Linked DNA regions of Anas platyrhynchos: region 1 is linked to region 2. A link is a contact called in public Hi-C data. All regions are on one chromosome and are shown on one strand. The core of a region is the stretch at or near the end of the contact, and the rest is flanking DNA. Distances in the headings are between cores, read along the strand shown. Region 1 holds the start of PLD4 (phospholipase D family member 4). Region 2 holds the start of CLBA1 (clathrin binding box of aftiphilin containing 1).

Region 1 (6,013 bases), core at 2,159-4,658, 140 kb before region 2:
GACAACAATTGTACCTACAGTGAGGTCATGTCGTGGTCGTGCTCCAGGAGAAAAGAACGTCTGCATCATCTTTGAGTAATATTTTAGTAAAGGTAAACCTAGTGGAATGTTTACATACAGCCTACTGAAAAAAAAAAAATTAAAAAGAAAAAAAAGGAAGAAAAACTGTAAGGTAGTTAAGTGCAAGATTCTACTAGTTTTTTTCTTGTTTTGCAGATCACAGTAGCTATTTTTGAAGTTTGGTAAATGTGTATAACTTTTGCAAAGACCAGACAGAACTACCTGTTCACTTTTGATGTGCCCCATGCTGAATTGTGCCTATTTCACTATCTGCTGTTGTTATGCTGCTGATTCTGCTGTTCTGAACTGTTCACTGGATCATTCCATTTGCATGCAACACAAATGCAAGCTGAGCTGTTTGAGAGTAAAGCTGAAACACATTTGTATAACTTGAACTGATTAATGACTTTCTCTTTTCCACACCCTCTGGAAATGCTGTGTATAATTTTGATTTGTTTCTCCTACCTTGATTTTTTTTTTCTGCTTTTTTTAATGGTAATTTATTTTTGTTTGGATTATAGGCAGTATCTGTACATTTTGTTCCAAGGTGATATTGTGGACGTCTTTAAAAAATAAAATAAATTGTTATTTTATATAATTTTATCATAAAGTTGCTCTAATAAATCATTCTTATATCATGTGACAATACGATTCTGGAATTTTGTGTGTTAATTTGTTGAGAGTAAGTGCTCAGTGGACTAAATTTTCCAACTACCTGTTTACTTTGGTGTTAATAAGCACAGCGTAACGAAAGACTTGCCAGCAACTGAAGACATAACAGTGCAGCTGGATCCCTTCTGGTGCCACCTGTGGCTGGGGCAAGTCCCTCTCTAGCAGTACAGGAGTCCCCTCTGCCCTGCTCTGGGATTGAAGTCTGCAAGTCCCCGTCACCTGAGGGTGGTCTTACCTCTTACTTCTGTATGGTGATATGTAATTTAATTTTGCTACTGTTTTATCTCATTGCCATGATTAACAGTGGTGTTTTAAAACGTTAAATCCAGCCTGGGTATGATCATGCCCCAGCAGGTGATCATAGAAAACTACTTGTACTCACTCTTTTGCCCTCATTTTTTGTATGTTGGATTTTTACATTTATTATGAATGTAAATGAATTATGATTTTTTTTTTCTTTCACTACATCATTGTCTTCTATTCTTCCTGGAGTTTTGTCTGACCTTTGCATCTTTCTTGGCACTTTAGAAACAGTATTAATTCCTTCTTTCCTTCTGCACAGCCTTCAGGTGCCTGCAGCTTCACCTGCCCTGCTCGGTGCTGAGCTGGACTTTGGCTCCACATCCTCTGTGTTAGCACAGCTTCTCTAGGAAGTACAATAGCACAATAGTACAATAGCAACAATAGTACAAGAACATTGCATGGTTTCCAACAAGAACTAAAGTGCAGAGAAAGGAATAAAAAAAATTTAGGACCGAACCAGGCTCACTGAGTGACTTCCCATTCCCTGAAGACTTTTGCATAAGATCCTTGAACATTAATGACACCTTTGTACTTAGAGTTAAGAGTTTTAGGAAAGGGGGTTATTTAAATAAAAATAAAAATCTGCCTTATAAGAAGCTTTCTCAAGCTTTTCTATTTAAGTCTGTCTGCTGTGTCAGCAGAGAAGGTTTCCCTGTTCTCTAAACCACAGTCCTGAGTTGCACATAGTATTACCTCTCTGCAGGCTTCCCCAACAGGATGGGGTGGTATTTGTGTTTGGATGCTATGCAAAGTGCTCTTTGGAAATCAATAGTGCATCCACTTCACCAGTTTGTGAACGCTGACTGAACAGAAATCAGAGGTAGTGGAACTGTGGCCAAACATTTGCATCATGATGAAAGCTGCTATCTGGCACAATTTAAAAATAAGTGATAGAAGGCAAATGTGCCGATCTCTGCGCATCTTCCCGCTGCGTGTTCAGCTGAAATCCTGCTTGGGTCTTTTAACCTCCTAATCTCTGCTGGGAAATACAGAGTTTGACTTTTCCATGTGTGCATAGAAAGGAATACCAAAAAGTCTTTCTAGGAGCGAGGTTTTCAGGACCCTTTGTTAGGGTTGAAGTTTGTTGAGCAACCAGAGACAGGTTGTGATGTAAAGACTTGATGTGAAAGTCTACCACCAGACCCTCAAGCCTCCCACCATGGTGTGGGAGGGCCATGCTGCTTCAGCAGGGGCTTTTGTGGACCAAATGGGCAAGGCTGCTGGCCTCAGCCCCTCCTGGTTAGGTGGGGTTGGCTTGGGGCAGCAGTGGGCAGGTTGGCTGGGGGACTGTGGTGTTTTCCTTGGGAGGGCTGCAGCAATTTGGGTGCTGTCCTGCAGAGACAGAAGCATGCCAGGTGCAGTTACCTAGGTGTAGTCTGCTAGTGCATCCGCTGCTTAGATCTCTGAATGATGAGGGATGACCAAGGAAACCAAAAAATCTATGTATATCAGAAAATAATACGCACTAGGATTCTTCCCTGTTTTTTTTGTTGTTATTTTTTTCCTCCTCTTAAGTAAAATCACTAAAAATACCGTACTTGCCAAAAGAATTAGTGCCAGAAAAGGCTTAGTCAGCAGTAACTCTATTACATGTGTCAACAACCGACTTGTAGGAGCAAAAGGAAAGGGAAAAATAAAAGTGACACCCACGGGTCACAGAAAGACAGAACACACTGAAGTTGTTCCTAATCCTTGTAGGTCATATTTCCTAGGTGCAACTGCAGGGTATGTGCCATGAAGGAGAAGTGACAAAACTGAGACAGGAAAGTCCTCTCTGAAAGAGCAAACATAGAGCTATGCAAATCACTGATTTCCTTCTTTTTTTTTTTTTTTTTTTTTTTTAATAAGCTCTTCCAATCAAAATACAGCTAACTAGCACTGAGTTTTAGATTAAAAAACAACAACAGCAACAAAAAACATATTCCAAATACGTCACGTATGAAATGTTCTAAGTCTAAGGTTCATACTTCAATGTATTTATTGAACTTTTAAAACAGTTGAAAGTGAGTAAATCTTTAAAAACATTTTCAAACAGAAAGCCAAACTTTGATTTAAACAGAAATTTTCTCTAGGCTTGTCAGCTGAATCAGTTCCCCGTTCTTGACCTGAAATGACATTTTCTTTCAGCTACTTTGAGCGTCACAGTCTTTTGGCACAAAGTATAGATCGAGCATTTTCCTTCTCGAGCGTAAGGCCTCTGGCTGTTTGTGCTTGCCATCCTGCTGCTGGCTGTTGGCGTCCGGAGCCCGGCAGCTTGGTCCTCATGAAAATGAAAGTGTAATTCTGTAGTAATCTCTGCAGTGATAGTGACGCTCCTGTCTATTCTTAGCTCTCCGAGACGAGAACATGTTAAACCGACAGTTTCTTCTCAGCAAACCTCCCACATATAAAGATCTTTCACTCTGTCTTGTAATACACGTTTCTAACAAACTGGAGACCGAGCATGGCTGTAAAGAGAGTGTGCTAACTGGAGAGTGGCATCCAACTGTAAGGTGAGAGATTTATTTACTCTGCGTGGGGGAAGGCAGCAAGTCAGCAGCTGGCAGAAGGAGCCTCCTCTGAGAAACAGAAGTGGAGGAAGAAAGCAGATTTTTGTTTGCCCTGAAATTTGCCAGTCTTCCCCTCCCCAATGTGTAAGTGGGTCACACAAATCATTTTCCTTCCCCCACAAACCCACTTCCATCCTTAGACGCTCACCACTACAACACTGCTGGTAAGGGCAGAAATGTGTGATTGATGCTGGGCTGCTGTGTGGGATCAGATAAGCAGAGGGAAAACAGCCCTTTGCAGGCTGGAAAGGGGGAGGATGAGGAGATAAATCAGAGCTGTAAGTGCTTAGAGAGCTGCCAAGGGGGAGGAGAAAAATGATTCAATTTTCTGGAAGCATCCTTTGGGAACAGCAGTCTCTGGAAACCAGCATCTTTGTACCACCTCAAGTTGACTGCTCACAACCTCTGGCACAGCAGAAGTCATTTCAGAGAACCCTGGCTTGAGACTGTGCTGTGTGCTTCCAAGTTTAAAGAATAGGTCTTAAATCATGGGGGAGATCTGCAGAGGAGAGCAGCGTGTGTGCGGAGGTTGAGCTTGTGCTGCTGGAGTGTTGCTGGTCCTGTGATACAGTCCAGCCTCTCTTAGTCTGAACTAAACTGGTGATACTGGAGCAATGACTCCTTAGCTGCGTGGAGCCAGGAGGTTGTTGTTAGCTCCTGCTTCCAGACTTTTCTTTAATACATCCAGGATGTATTAATACAGTCATGAAGAAGTACGATGTAGCACTACCTTAGCGTTAAAGCTGGAAGCGACCAGAGAAAAGTCCTGAACTTCATACAAATATGCTGCTTCTTGTGAGGTGAAATCCTGAAGCCCATGAAATCCATGGGAGCTTTGGTTATTTACGTCAGCATAGTTTATGCCAGAATTTCAGTCCAGTGTACAAACAGAGCGAGGCAGCTTATTGCTAAGCTTGCTCACACGTGCATCGCTGACTTGAACCCATCACACACTTGGCTGCTGCGATGTGTAATTTGGATGCTCAGCCTCTGAAGTCAGTGGAGGAACAGGGGCACTTCCAGAGCAATTTGGACCTTTAGCATGGCTGCTCACTGGAGTTGCCTCTTCTCTCTGAGTGCAGACAAAGGCTAGGTCATGCAGGATCCTGTCTGCAGCTTTCTGGTAACTTGAGGCTAAAGGGGTGGGAGTAGCCTTCACCTGGACCCAGCCCAGATTTAATGGAGACTTAAGATGTTCCCAGTGATGGGTAATCTGTGTAGAGCAGTACATTCAGGAGTGAGCTGTCTGGTCACACAGGCTTCATATCAACTCCATGACCTTTTTTATCACATTTGGCCTCCTTTTAGTAACTGCTCTGTTGGTCCCAGGGAAAGCAGAAGATTCATAATACCATTATCTTCCCAGAGAAAGGCCTCTTTCTGCTATACCTGACCTATCCTCTGGCTCCTATTTTTTCCATCTACAGTCACTGTAGAGCGACCTCCCTCAGATGCCAAAGCAGGGAACTGCATTATTCATTTCAACAGGATCGAGGGACTGCCTGGAGAATTACAGCAAAGTGGCTACCTGGGTAGTATTGACTTCGTAAAACCTTTGGATTTTTGCAGGAGACATGATTTCTTAGAAGCTGCCTCAAACTCAACATTGCACATAACCTTCACCTTCAACAATTTCTCATCAAATTCCAGATACATTTTATTTATGAAAGCTCTAAGATGTATTATTTCAAAGGAGCTAGCTTGCTCTTTTACATATATCCAAGGTCAACTGAGCAGAAGAGTTTGATAAGCAAGAGGAGCTAGGTAGAGAGGTGGCATTGAAGGGTTTGCTCCTAAGTTTGAAATGAAGTTTCTGATGGGCTGACAATGAAGCAGTGAGAATATTGCCATGTCCCAGGCACAAACAGCACCAAAAGCTGAGTAATTCTTTCAAGCAGTGTCCTCTTGTGCTGAGCTAGGCAATAAACTTACATCAGTGAACACCATGAGAATTTAGTCATTCAACAGAGTCTGAATTGTGGGAAGTTATGCCAGATAGGTGGAGATCAGGTTCTGGAACCTAAGAATTGAGTAGCAACAGCTAGATGGCAACTTGTCTCTGTAGTATTCATTGTGGAACTCGGTGCTTAAGAGGAAGTACTCAGCAGGAGGAGGAAGAAAACAGAAGAACCTGAAATAAATCTACTGGTGAAAAGCGTGTGCACCATCTCCTCTCTGTGTAGTTGGGAGTAACATCAGACTACAGAAGCACATCCACACAGGAGGTCTCCCAGGATGGTAAGTACACTGACGAGCTTTTGAGGGTGCTGGGAGTAGTAATGGAGAGGTAAATGCACTTAGTTCATTTGAGACCCTTTAAACATCTTGTGGGGAAGATTTTCTAGCCTGAAAAGTCTCACCCTTGTATTTGAAATCCAAGATCTGAAACAGTTTGACCCTGAGGGAGAAAAGAAGTAACAAGTATTATT
Region 2 (6,237 bases), core at 2,498-4,997:
TTGGACTGGATGATCTTAAGGGTCTTTCCCAAGCTAAATGATGCTATGATTGTATGACAATATTTATCGCATGGGTGGGAAGCAAAGCCATCCATGCCAGGTCAGGATGGGGCAGGCAGTTCATGATGGCTGCTGATGGTTTCACATAGCTGCTGGGTGAATGATTTCCCCTGCAGCTCACAGGGGACTGCTTTTAATGGTGTGCCAGCCCTCCCGAGCTGCCTGGTGATATTTATCACTTCCCTGCAGAGCTGGGCTCAAAACTAATTCCATCAGAAGCCTTGTGTCCCCCCTCACCAAGAAACAAGTACGGAAGAGCAGCACCCTTACTGCGTTGGAAACAGGAGCAGGCACACAGAGGGTGCCGCTGCCAGTCGTGGTGGGGAGGAGGCCAAAAAGCTATCTCACAGTGCGACCTCGGAGGGGTCTTCTGTGGGATCCAGGAATAGCAGCCCTGGAGCAATGCCAAAGCACTGACAGTTCTCCTGGTTTTGCAGCAGGGTGATAAAACCCACATGAGCAGCTGCTGACATGTTGTGCTTGCTTACAAGGTGCGTGCCTGCCACGCTCTCGGTGAAGTGCAATGGGACCTCAAGACCACCTTTAATCTCCTGAAATTTATGGACTGTTGCTTGCCATACCAAGAGCAGGCATGAGGTTAGCAGCCTCCTGCTTCTGCCACCAAATTATTCTGCTACTCAGGAGACATTTTGCCCCATATAGCAAGAATTCATGAGTGCCACCTCTTCCTTAGGGCCCCAAGCTGTAGCTCCCTGAGTTTTAAGGACGCTAAAGGCAGAAGAGAGAACAGTTGGCAAACGGGGAGTAGAAAAGAAAATCTGATAAAAGAAATGAGGGGTTCAGCAAGTGGGATTGCCAACAGAAGGGAAAACAGCTGAGGACAGGAAAGGATTTCAATCTAGAAGTGTCACTGGATGATGGAGTGGTGGCAAAGAGTTGGCAAATAGGAAGGTGCCTCTAGCACCTGGCCCTTTATATATAGCACAAGAACCACCTCAGGATGTTGCAGGAGCTCTGAAAGGTTCGAGTCTCCTTTTGGCACATGTGTTAGGTAACATGCTGGGGGTTCTTCAAGGAGTGCAGCCCACATATAGCTTTGGAAGATGGTGTTTCCATGAACCACCAGAGTGAAATGGCACTTCACTGCCTTTCCCCAAAAGTCATTTAGTTTGGGCTTTTTAAAATCACTCTGAAAACCAGAGTGATTTTCCACAGAACAGACTATCCACAGAAGTAAATGTGAGCTTTGTTTTGAAATGACACTTCTGGGCTGGACAGAATTGCTGAGGACAGCCACTGAACCCAGGGCACATCCATCTCATGTGTGTATCTTCCACACCCCAGGGAAGACGAGAGGGACCTAAAATACATCTTACATCTCCTGGCAAAGGATGTTGACTTTTTTGTAAGTAGGCCTTTCTACAGACAGACAGTGGAGGGGTCCTGTGAAATGGCTTTTCCGTGGTCAGCACATAAAGCAGGTGCTCCAATACCTCTTTAATGTAGTGTGTAGAGGGGATGACTTGCCTCGCACAGAAGCATCAATATTGTTGCCTGCATGCAAGAGACACAAGGGAGAGCTGCCACCTGCTGTTGAAAATACACTGGTTGATCCTTTAGCCAAAATACTAACTGCTAGAGGTGCCACAGAGCAAATATTTCATAGGGGTTGCAGGAAATCCAGACACACCTTGCAATGGGGAGAAGTGTCTGCCCTGAAGCACTGCCATCCTCATTTCTCAATCAGGAAAAAGACAAAGGATTTTACTGATATTTTGAAATATCTGCACTGTGACACCAACAGCAATGTGAAGCTGGAAGGTATCTCAACATTGTTGTGCCAGGAGGAAGTTTAGTGGAATTATGAACCGTACTGTCAAATTTGAGCCACAGCTGATCAATTAAACCAATGTTTAGAGACGACCTCTGCAATTTTTTGTTGTTTTTTTGTTTGTTTGTTTTATTTTGTTTTGTTTTTCAAAAAAATGAGCACTCCATTCTGCTGTTGAAATGACTGCTGATGTCCTAAACATCTGAAAACCTGGGTATTTACACTGAGAAAAGATTATTACTCATCTTCTGAAAAGACAGCTTATTTACTGAAAAGTTGGTTTTGAGTCACCCAAAATTGACCTTTCTTTTTACTTGCTGAATGTCATTTTAAGCCAGTGTAGATAAATGTAACATATTCTTTTTTTTTTCAAGAAAATAATATTTATTTATATTAAATATCCAATATTTAATATAAAGAAAATGTTCATCATTTAAATAGCAAGTTAATTTTGTTTAATGTTTCAATTAAAGGAAGAAAAAGAAATACTGAAAATACAAAGCTATTATTTGTTTTGTTTTTACCAGGAGGGAAAATGAATGAACAAAGCAGTCATCAATATCACCTTAGTTGTTTACAGGGAACCACATAATCCAATAATTCAGGACCAGATCACTCCACAAATGAGTGAAAATTCATATTACAGTGGTGTGGTACTGATTTTCTGTGAAGGTAAATATTTTTCAGCTATTCTATTGAGCTTCTTTATTGCAAATTAGGTGGTTTTGTTTTGGTTTTCCCTTTTCTTTTTTTTCCCCTGAAAGACAAAATGAAAAAGAATAATTCTAGAGTATATGTACTGAACTCAAACAATTTTCCAGGAGGAATGGTGGCAGGAGCAGCAATAGAAGCTGCCGGTTAGTGTTCAGTTAGATCAGTCATTTGTATCAGTGAGTAGTGAGGTTCTGCTCTACTACTTGTATACATTGAAGTGTATAAATATATAAATATAGTCCATGCTTGAAGCTTTTTGCAGACTGATTCTTTACATAAAGACTGGATTTATTTATTTATTTATTCATTTTCAATAGAAGTGATAGTTCAGAAAGAAATTACAGAACTAAAGCAGGAATTACAGGGTAAATCCCAAACCCTGTTTTATGCCAGACAAAGTCACAAGACTTACACACCAAACAAATAACAGGAATTTTGTCCCCAGTTCAGAAATCTGAGGGAAAAAACTGTTAATCCAGCTGTGATACTGCTTTCCATTTAAATTTTTGGCCTAGAAGAGGGTGTCATTTAAAACATGGATTCGCAGCTGCTGCACTCACAGCATTGTCTCTCAGCTGGGCTGAGTCAAGAGATGCTAATTCAGATGGGTCAGGTGGAATCCACTTTACCTCACGCTGATTCCCTCTGATTTTAAAACCTGCCCTAAATACCCAGAGGAGATATTTCTTGGGGTGATTTTGTGAGTTTTTAGCTGCCTTTGCCCGAGAGCGAGGCATTAGTAGGTGCGTCCAGCAGGTGGTGCAGCGTGGGCTCTGGGGCACCATTGCTTCTCCTGTACGGCCTCAGTTAGCAACTGGTGATTTCCCAGGTAGAATTTTAAGGTGTGTTCCTGCTCTTACAGTGGGGTTTCTGAGACCTGGGGCAGCTCCTGACTCTCACCAGCTCTTCCACGGCTCTGCTTACCCAACTGTAAAGGCAGCTTGAATTTGGCAGGGCAGACTCGGGTTTGCAAAACCCACGCGTCCCTTCCCCTCCGGATGCAATGCGTGGTATGAGGGGAGTGTCTCAGCCTTTGCACTGTCTGTCTGCTGCCTTTTGCTTTGAGGAGTGAAAATGTAAAGCTGTGCAAAACAATCTTGGCACTGAAAAAAAAAATAAAATAAAAATGAGCTCCCTTCAAAACTTAAGAGGGCCGCCGGAACCACAGAGGTCCCTGAAGCACAAACTTACTGCAGTGCAGGATGATGACGCTATCCTAAGAAGCTAACAAGTCAGAAGCTTTGGGACTGAATCACAGTCTCGCTGAGCTGGTCAGGTTTCCTCGGAGCTGCAGGCTGCCACGGGATGGCCATGGAGGGTAAGAAATGGCTCCAAAGCAGAAAGAAAACAAACAAACAAAATCTTTCAGAGACCTGCCAATAAAGTTCTTTTGGCTCTGCGTCTGGGCGTTGTTCCCAAAGTCAGCCTCTCGCCCTCAGATAAAACACTACAGCCTGAAATGAGAGTCAGATGTGTGGGAGGGGAGCGCACGTATCTGTGCCTGGGCTGAAAAACATATGTACTGTAATGCCTAGAAAATGCTTTTTATTTTGGGCCTTGCTCCAGAAAACCTTTTTCCTTGCTTTTACAACTGTCCTTTGTTGCTTGGGACTGCCCAGAGTTTAAACCCAGCCCCGAGGACAGGGAGTTACTGCCAACACCCTGAGGGGAGGCTGAGGAGTGTTCTTTGTGCTCTTCCCTCTGCCTCGCAGATGTGGAGCACAGCCTCGGGCACGCTGCCTCCAGCCCTTCTGCCACTCTCAAGAGATGGACGAGAAGGGACAGTCCCCTCAGGCTGGGGGGGTGGCCTGTCCCCAGGGACCCACAGCTTCCAGCTTTATCTGACACAGCCAGGGGGTCGAGTCCCAGCCTCAGTAAAGACAGGAGAAAGGGGACAACCTAGTCCCTCACAGGGCAAAATGAGGGAGAGAGAAAAAGATCCGGAGAGGCTGCAGCTGGCTTGTTCCTAGCGTTTTATCATGGGGTTATATTACTGGGTGGATTGAGGCTTTTTTCTTGTTGTTGTTGTTCTTTTTTGCTTTTTTGTTCAGTCTGTGTCCTGGAATTTTGTGATTATGTGAGAACGTTAGCTGCTCTCAAATTAAGAACAAGCATGAATCGCCACCATCAACCAGCACGTCCCTAGCTTGCCAGATTACAGAAACGAGAAAATATGAATACTTTTTTTTTTTTTTTTTTTTTTTTTTTCTTTCATGCCATGAGTTTAAAATCGATCTCCTGGCTCTTTCTGGAGGGTGGGAGTTGACTTCCACTCCCTGACCCAGGGAGACGAAGGTGAAGGCCATGGGAACAGCAGAGGCCCCGGGGCACAGACAGTGGATGAGAGAAGGACCTGTTGATCCAGAGAAGTGGGAGAGGATCACAGAGTGGTTTGGGCTGGAAGGGACCTTAAAGATGATCCAGTTCCAACCCCTGCCATGTGCAGGGCCACCTTCCACAGCCCAGGCTGCCCAAAGCCCCATCCAGCCTGGCCTTGAGCACCTCCAGGGATGGGGCACCCACAGCTCCTCTGCGCCCTCAGCGCGAAGCGTTTCCTCCCGACACCGAACTATGGAGGAGCGGGGACTTCACCAGGGCAACAGCCGAGAAAGCTGAGGAGGAGGTGGTGAAGGGGAAGGCGCAGATGTGCCGGGAGGAGGTCGGGCAGGGGAGGCAGGCCGCCGCCAGGCAGGCACACCTCGTCCCGCCCATAGCGACCTGCGGCCACCTCCCTCCTGGGCCCGGGCCGCTGGATCGGCGGGGTAAGGCTGCTCCCCCCTGCCCGACACGGGCCTGGAGGCCAGGGGCTGGGGGCTGAGGCGAGCTCGGCTGCTGGGGGAGCCGGGCTGGGCTCGGTGTGCCCCGGGGGGAGCCTGGAGGGAGGCTGCGGACACCCCCCCCCCGCCTCCGCCGCTGCCCCTCGGAGCCACTCGTGGGGCTGGAGGCGCTCCGGGGGTGCCTCTGCTCGGGGGTGAAACGCCGGCCTCACGGAGCCCCCGGGGAGATTGGAGGGTCCTGGGGGGCTGTGAGGGGCTGTGAGGGGCTCCCGGTGCCCGGTCCGGCCTCCCCAGAGCCCCCCCGGTCCCTTGGAGCTGTCCCCAGCCCAGGTGGGTGTGCGCCGGGGGTAGTGCCTGGCTGCTCCATCGGGGTAAGCTCTGAGGGAAAAAAAAAGAAAAAAAGAAAAAAAAAATCAAGATTTGTTCTGTTTCTCTGCTGAGAATGTCTCATAGTGACCGGTCTCTATAAAACGTGGTGTTACTGCAGCTCTGAACGCCCCCACGCCTGCCAAAAGCAACCCCTCGGTGGGAAGGATGCTTGAGGAGTTGAGATGGATCTGAAACGACAAAGGCAGCGTCGCATATGTAGTTCACAGATGCCAAATTGATCTTATTAAATCACTCTTAATTGCTTAAATAGTTGGAGGCACTATTGCTTTTCACAGCATTGAGCTGCTGGTTCCTGTGTTGCTGCAGGTCACATTTGCCTCTTCGGTAATCTTTCGGACTGCGAAAGCCCAGGCAAACAAAAAGAGCCCTGTCTGCAAGCAGTCCAAGCTGGGTGAAACTGTTATAACGTTGGATATTGGCTGTAAGTATTTCTTCTTGTCTGCTGTGTGTATGCAGTAAGTACTCAGTTAAGATCCAACAACTTCTGTTAAATATTTTGCAAAT

What was found. Hi-C and Micro-C count contacts between places; a contact is called where the count stands out from the background.
Region 1: a Hi-C map of F5 follicle shows a contact between it and region 2, with 2.6 times the contacts expected there. The contact joins the promoter of PLD4 here to the promoter of CLBA1 in region 2. A contact is called at or near these places in 5 of 8 Hi-C or Micro-C datasets (F5 follicle, liver, skeletal muscle and 2 more).

The regions. Positions count from the first base shown.
Region 1 is chr5:9,066,257-9,072,269 of IASCAAS_PekinDuck_T2T, reverse strand. It overlaps PLD4 (phospholipase D family member 4), which reads left to right and starts at 3,408. Exons shown (of 11, transcript XM_021275836.4): 1 at 3,408-3,527; 2 at 5,650-5,822. The coding sequence starts at 5,820. It overlaps CEP170B (centrosomal protein 170B), which reads left to right. Exons shown (of 21, transcript XM_072038229.1): 21 at 1-91.
Region 2 is chr5:8,922,609-8,928,845 of IASCAAS_PekinDuck_T2T, reverse strand. CLBA1 (clathrin binding box of aftiphilin containing 1) reads left to right here and starts at 3,747. Exons shown (of 7, transcript XM_013105119.5): 1 at 3,747-3,884; 2 at 6,040-6,154. It overlaps LOC119717018 (a long non-coding RNA gene), which reads right to left and starts at 3,896. Exons shown (of 2, transcript XR_005265949.2): 1 at 3,758-3,896; 2 at 2,596-3,669.